Regions from separate parts of the Mus musculus genome. Here region 2 is linked to region 1. A link is a contact called in public promoter capture Hi-C data. All regions are on one chromosome and are shown on one strand. The core of a region is the stretch at or near the end of the contact, and the rest is flanking DNA. Distances in the headings are between cores, read along the strand shown.

What was found. Capture Hi-C pulls out chosen DNA fragments and counts their contacts.
Region 2: a promoter capture Hi-C map of adipose tissue shows a contact between it and region 1. The contact joins two enhancer-like sites. A contact is called at or near these places in 4 of 15 datasets of contacts at CTCF or cohesin (the NIH/3T3 cell line, embryonic stem cells, large pre-B cells and 1 more), 5 of 484 Hi-C or Micro-C datasets (all in embryonic stem cells), 11 of 115 datasets of contacts at active chromatin or transcription factors (craniofacial prominence, embryonic basal ganglia, embryonic forebrain and 8 more) and 2 of 9 other capture datasets (adipose tissue and liver).

What each region holds. Positions count from the first base shown.
Region 1 is chr10:4,001,282-4,004,221 of GRCm38.p6, forward strand. All of the region lies in intron 7 of Mthfd1l (methylenetetrahydrofolate dehydrogenase (NADP+ dependent) 1-like), which reads left to right. Among named protein-coding and RNA genes, the nearest start is that of Mthfd1l, 30 kb to the left of the region's middle. Within about 2 kb of position 1,575, at least 16 of the 459 cell types and tissues checked have an H3K27ac peak or open chromatin away from gene starts, as enhancers often do. A contact at or near this core is called in adipose tissue, where this site is marked.
Region 2 is chr10:4,404,128-4,407,067 of GRCm38.p6, forward strand. The region is part of intron 11 of Rmnd1 (required for meiotic nuclear division 1 homolog); the gene reads right to left. Among named protein-coding and RNA genes, the nearest start is that of Zbtb2, 17 kb to the left of the region's middle. Within about 2 kb of position 1,579, at least 34 of the 459 cell types and tissues checked have an H3K27ac peak or open chromatin away from gene starts, as enhancers often do. A contact at or near this core is called in adipose tissue, where this site is marked.

The sequences.
Region 1 (2,940 bases), core at 325-2,824:
CCCTCTCTCTCACCCTCCCTCTCCCAGTCTCTCTCTTTCCCCACCCTTCCCTCCTCTTTCTACTCCCCCTTTCCCTTCTCTGCACGACATTTTTTTTTTCCTCAAGAGTTGAAGAAAATAATCATTTTTATGATCTCTGAAAGCATATCTATTACTGAATTTGTGACCCGTTTTCCTTCTTGGTTTACATCATCTCGCCTGACTTTTATGGTGGTGGTGGTGGTAGTGTGTGTTCCTGTGTGTGTGTTCGTGTGTGTGTGTGTGTGTGTGTGTGTGTGTGTGTGTGTGTGTGTGTTTAGATTCATTCTTATGTTTCCCAGGCTGGCCCCAAACTTGCTTTATAGCAGCAGTTCTCGACCTATGGGTTATGACACCCTTGAGGTTCAAATGACGCTTTCACGGAAGCCATCTAAGACCATCTGCATATCAGATACTTATGATTCATAACAGTAGAATTACAGTTATGACTAACAATGAAAGTAATTTTATGGTTGGGGGTCACCACACCATAAGGAACTCTATTAAGGGGCCACAGCATTCGAAGGGTTGAGAACCACAGCTCTATAGCGAAGGGTGAACTTAAGCATCTGGTCCTCCTGCCTTTACATCCCAAGTTTAGGGTTGGAGATGTGTGCTACTATGCCTGATTTTATGGAACGTGGGTTCCCTGTATGCAGGACAAGCGCAATAGCAACTGACCTACATCCCCAGCCCTGTCTTAACTTTTGGATATATGACATTCACTTCGGAAGAGAGTAATTGTCTTTTCTAGCATTTTTGCACATAACTGAATAGCCTAGATATGTAATAAAACCATGAAGTAAGAGTTGAATTTGGGAACGCTTAGGAAAAGGAAGGTCATTTCTTATCCTTCGGGAGATGTTGCTAGATATGTCATAATTCCCCGTTGTCCGTTTGGCTCACAGTCATTCTGCTTTATGCAATAAGTCTTAAGATTTTTAAAAGCCAGTAGTGTGTTTTACTGATCACAAGAGAGAGTAGACAACTGAAATAAACTCAATTCCTGAAAGGAAGAAAATTCCTGCACAGTGAGATCACTGGGTGGGCATGGAGCGGCGGACAAATAGCTTCTGCTCGCTCAGTTTCCATCCTCTGTCCTGCCGAAGCCTGACCCTGAACGGAACCTCTTGCACACTGACACCCTGACATCTGAACGGAACCTCTTGCACACTGACACCCTGACATCTGAACGGAACCTCTTGCACACTGACACCCTGACATCTGAATGGAACCTCTTGCACACTGACACCCTGACACTTTAAGTCGTTTCAGCTCACTTCAGGATCCTTGTTTTACTAGTGCAGGAAACATGGTCGCTGACTCACTGACTGACGTAGGGCATAGCCTTTTGGTGTTTGATCAGCCTGCTTCAGGTGAGATCAGGCACGTTCAGGGTGGAATGGTGCTGGACTCAGCTAATTTCAGATGTTAGGCATTCTAAGTTTAAAGTTTTGTGAATAGTCAGGGACTCTGCTAATGAACTCTCCATATGTAGCCTGCGAGTGAGAAGTGTGCCAGTGTGGTTGCCATGGTAAAATTACCCATCAGTTCCTAGTTGCCAAGAATGTATTTTTGGCTTCTAGTCTGTGTGACTACTAGGGATGGTACACACCTCGGCCACGCCCCTTTCTCTTACCCTGCAAGGCCACACCCCTCCTTCATAACTCCATCCTGCACCACACCCTCTACATTTTCCCATCCTTAGCTCCTCTCTTACTAATTAGCATCAGTGACCCCCAAAGATCAGCCTTCTAGTTCTGCCTTTGCTCTGTGTGGAGGTGACTCCCACGTTTCCCTCCGTTCCCTGGAGAATCTCAGTCCCCTCAGATGTCTCAGTGTCACCTGATTCTACTTCCCTCCTTCTGCCCATCCTAATCCTGCCTCCTGAGAAATCTCCCTGAGACCCATCTCATACACTGTATACCTGTCCGACCAGTTTCTGTTACATTTTCTATGCAACAATGAAACATTTTAGAATTACACCTTAAGTGGAAAAGAAGCGAGTTTCGATACTTTGAAATCCCTGGCTTGCTGCTCTTTGAGAATAGGGCACAATAAGTGAGTATTCATAGAAATTTCAAAATTGTTGTTTTAAAGCATGAGAGTTGACAAGGAGGCTCAGGTCACAGGTCTCAAAGCAACAACAACAAATTTTTTGTCTCTTGCTGTTATCTTCTCTGTCCTGAGGAGATGGAGCAAATGAATTGTCCATCAGCAGGTGAATGAGTAATGAAAATCTGGTGTACACTCACACACACACACACACACACACACACACACACACAGGATGGGGGAGGGTGATTTCATTTCTAGATTCAAAGAAAAATGAAATCACAAAATTTGCAGGAAAATTTTGGATGGATTTAGAATATATAAAGCTAACTGAGGTCATCCAATTTCAGAAAGAAACCCTACATTTCCTCGCATGTGAATCCTAGCCTATAGTGTATACATGTATATGTAATGTATACATGTATATGTGTATATAATATATACATGTATATGTGTATGTAATGTATACATGTATATGTAATGTATACACGTATATGTATATGTAATATATACATGTATATGTAATGTATACATGTATATGTGTAAACAAATGTATGAGGAGGTACTGTAACGCTTAGAAAGGAGAAGAAGAAAGGGTAACTAAAAAAAAGAAAGAAATGCATACTAGTGAATTCACGGATATAATATACGTTGTGTATCCAAATCCCTGTCTGTTGTTGAGAAGGCAATAGCAATTTTGGAAATATTAATGTTTTCTAAAATAAAAGTGACACTTTAAAAAAACAAAAAACAAATTTGGAGTTCTTTTCAGGATAGTGCTAAGAGGTAAGGAGGGCGTGCCCATACCACAGTGTGCGGCAGGAATGCTGTGGTCACTGCTTGTCTCCTTACAATGGAGAGTCTAAA
Region 2 (2,940 bases), core at 329-2,828, 400 kb after region 1:
TGTGTATGTTTATGAATGTACATGTGCATAGATGCCTGTGGGGCCAGCTTGTACTAAGCGTTTGTGAGCGAGCTATATGGGTGCTGGGATCTGGTTTGTTTTTTTTTTTTTTTTGGTTTTTCAAGACAGGGTTTCTCTGTGTAGCCCTAGCTGTCCTGGAACTCAGAAATCTGCCTGCCTCTGCCTCCTGAGTGCTGGGATTAAAGGCGTGCGCCACCATACCCAGCCCCGATCTGTTCTTTTGAGAGAGTTTCTCTGTACAGCCCTGGCTTCCCTGGAGCTCCCTCTGTATACCAGGCTGGACTCAAACTTTGCCTGCCTCCTGAGTGCTGGGATTAAAGGCGTGCAGCACCACTGCCCGGCAGATGCTGGGATCTTAACTCTGTACAGGACACACTCCTAATCAAGCCATCTCCGCACCCGCTTATTTTGAGATGGGGTCTCATGTAACCTAGGGTGGCCTTAAGTCTTCTTGCTACCACCTCCAGGAATGCTGGTATTCCATGGGCCACCACATGAAATCAGTGCTGGCTACTGAACTTGAGGCTTCATGCTTGATGGCAAACTAAACTACCAGGTCAGTTTTATTTCTTGGTCCCTTTGTATTGCAGTTTAAAAAGAAACCCTGCATACTAATCCATGACTGATGGATGTTTAAGAAATAGCATTTTGTTACGGGAACAAGAAACTTTATTAAGCATGACAAAGACTGATTTGGCACTTTTCCTCTCTCTCTTTTCTCTATGCTCATACCCTTTCTCTCTTTCTCTGTCCCCCATCCCTCCCAATGGCAACTCCTCCTGGCCTCAATTCCCAATAAACCTGCCTTTAATATGATCTTAAAAAAAAAAAAAAAAAAAAAAAAAGACTGATTTGGCACAGGGGCTAAGCTAATAAGGCTTTTTACTCAAACATGTAGTACCTGTAACAGAAACTCACCACTAGATGGCACCATCACTAGCTGAACTGGCAAAGGTTCTCGGTTATGACGCCTTGGATAAGCTGGAGTGGGGTATGGATGGGAGTTGCACCAAATAGCATCTGACTTTAAACCTGGATGTGAGTGTAGCTATCTACCTTCTTAGAACCTGTGCACTTCTGAAAGCTGTAAAGTCGGAACATTTATAGTTAGTGAGTGCAGGTTTGGCCAGTATGAGCAGCAGTCTAGGCAGGGATTCCATGGTGTAGCATCCAGATTTCCAGTATGTAGCATCATAGCAGGTCATATTCAGGGTTTGGCACAGAGCATTTAACTGCTTTACCAATTAGGGTCAACACACAGAACACAGCGGTTGATAGAATCACATTGTAGCTTCTAACCTATAAATGTCAGGGTGGCACTGCGGTCCTTTGTGGTCTTTGTCCACTGCTTAGTCTTGGCCTCTGGTGTGCTCATCTTTTAAGATCCTCTCTCCATTTCAACTGTACACAGCACAGAGAGCATGCTCCTCCCCAACTTTACTGCTTTAACAGCAATCTGTGCAGTGTTCCTGTAACAACGTTAAAGACTCCTGGGGCCTCGAGAGAGCTCAGCGGTAGGAGTGTGACTGCTCCTGCAGAGGACACCCAGGCTGCTCCCCAGAACTCCTATCAGCAGTTCACAGCTGCCTGTGACTCCGCACAGACACACATAAGACAGATAAGGAGCATTCCTGGAGGTGAATATTGTGAAATCTCAGTCCTGGAGCAAAGGCAGGCGGCAGATTTCAGAATCTAGAGCCAGCATGATCTACATAGCAAGTTCTTGGCCAGCCAGAGCTACACTGACCCCATCTTGAAACAAGAAGTCCCTTGATGATTAAACTTAAGTTTTCTTTAGTTCAAAGCTGGATTAGCCTAAGCCAAAGCAGTTTCAGACTCAGGAGACTAACTGCTGGTTTAGTGGATACCTAAGAATGTCAGTACAGAGAGCCTGAGATCACTTGGAGACCCAGGAAGGGAAATGCAGCTAGATGAATCCAGTAAGAATTTCCAAGGAAAGGGAGAGCAGAGGTCAGGAAACGTGGTGGTGGTGCAGGCAGCAGTGTACAGCCCTGAGCTCACGGCTAGATCCTGACCAATTCATTAAGCTTACGTGGGAACAGGCCAATTCTAAGAGGGGGAGCTGCCTACATCTTGGTGGCAGTCATACTCCATCTCATTGTAATGACTATTATAACAAAGCACACCAAGAGACATCAAAGGGGAAACTAGAATACTTCAGTATGGCTGCACCTAGAAGCTTGTCACAAGGGGCTTTATTTTCAGAAGTGGAGACAGCATTTGCATCGCATGCGCCTATTCTAAGCATCCTAGTCTGAGAGACCTCACGGAACCACTTCCTCCCGCACAGCTCACTAACCCCTCCGCAACACGCTACTCGCCTGCCAGCCACTCCATACTTAGGGAATCAACATCCTTTTGAGACCGGGTCTCATGGAACCCAGGCTGGCTTCTAACTCACTCTGTAGCCAGGGTCTTATGCGGATATGTAGGTCAGTGTTTATGAAGTAGGCTGCTAAAAAGTCAGCAGGCCTCCCGACTTGTTTTAAACAGAACACAGCAAAAAGGATGAGTTGCCTGGGCCTGTAAATAGGCAGTGAGACACTGCCTCATGTGTTCTCTAGCACTGCCTTACCGTGTACACAATGGTTAGTAGGTGCCCTGTGCAGAAGCGTCTGTGGTAAGGAGCTGAAACCTTAGTGTATGAGCCGCCATGTGAAAAGGCAGGAAGCCGGTCCTTCCCAGGCAGGCAGGCCGCAACTGCTTGCAGCTCTATGAGAGGCCCTGGCCCAGGAAACTAGGACAAAGCTGCTGTCAGCTGCTAGTTTTAGGGAAACTGTACGGCAGTTAGCTGATGCCAGTGCTGGAGAGGCCTCATTGACACACAACTCTGGTCTCTCCCTCACATCTTCATCTTCAGCCTGTGTACTCTCCAATCAGGAAAGCCATACTTGTTTC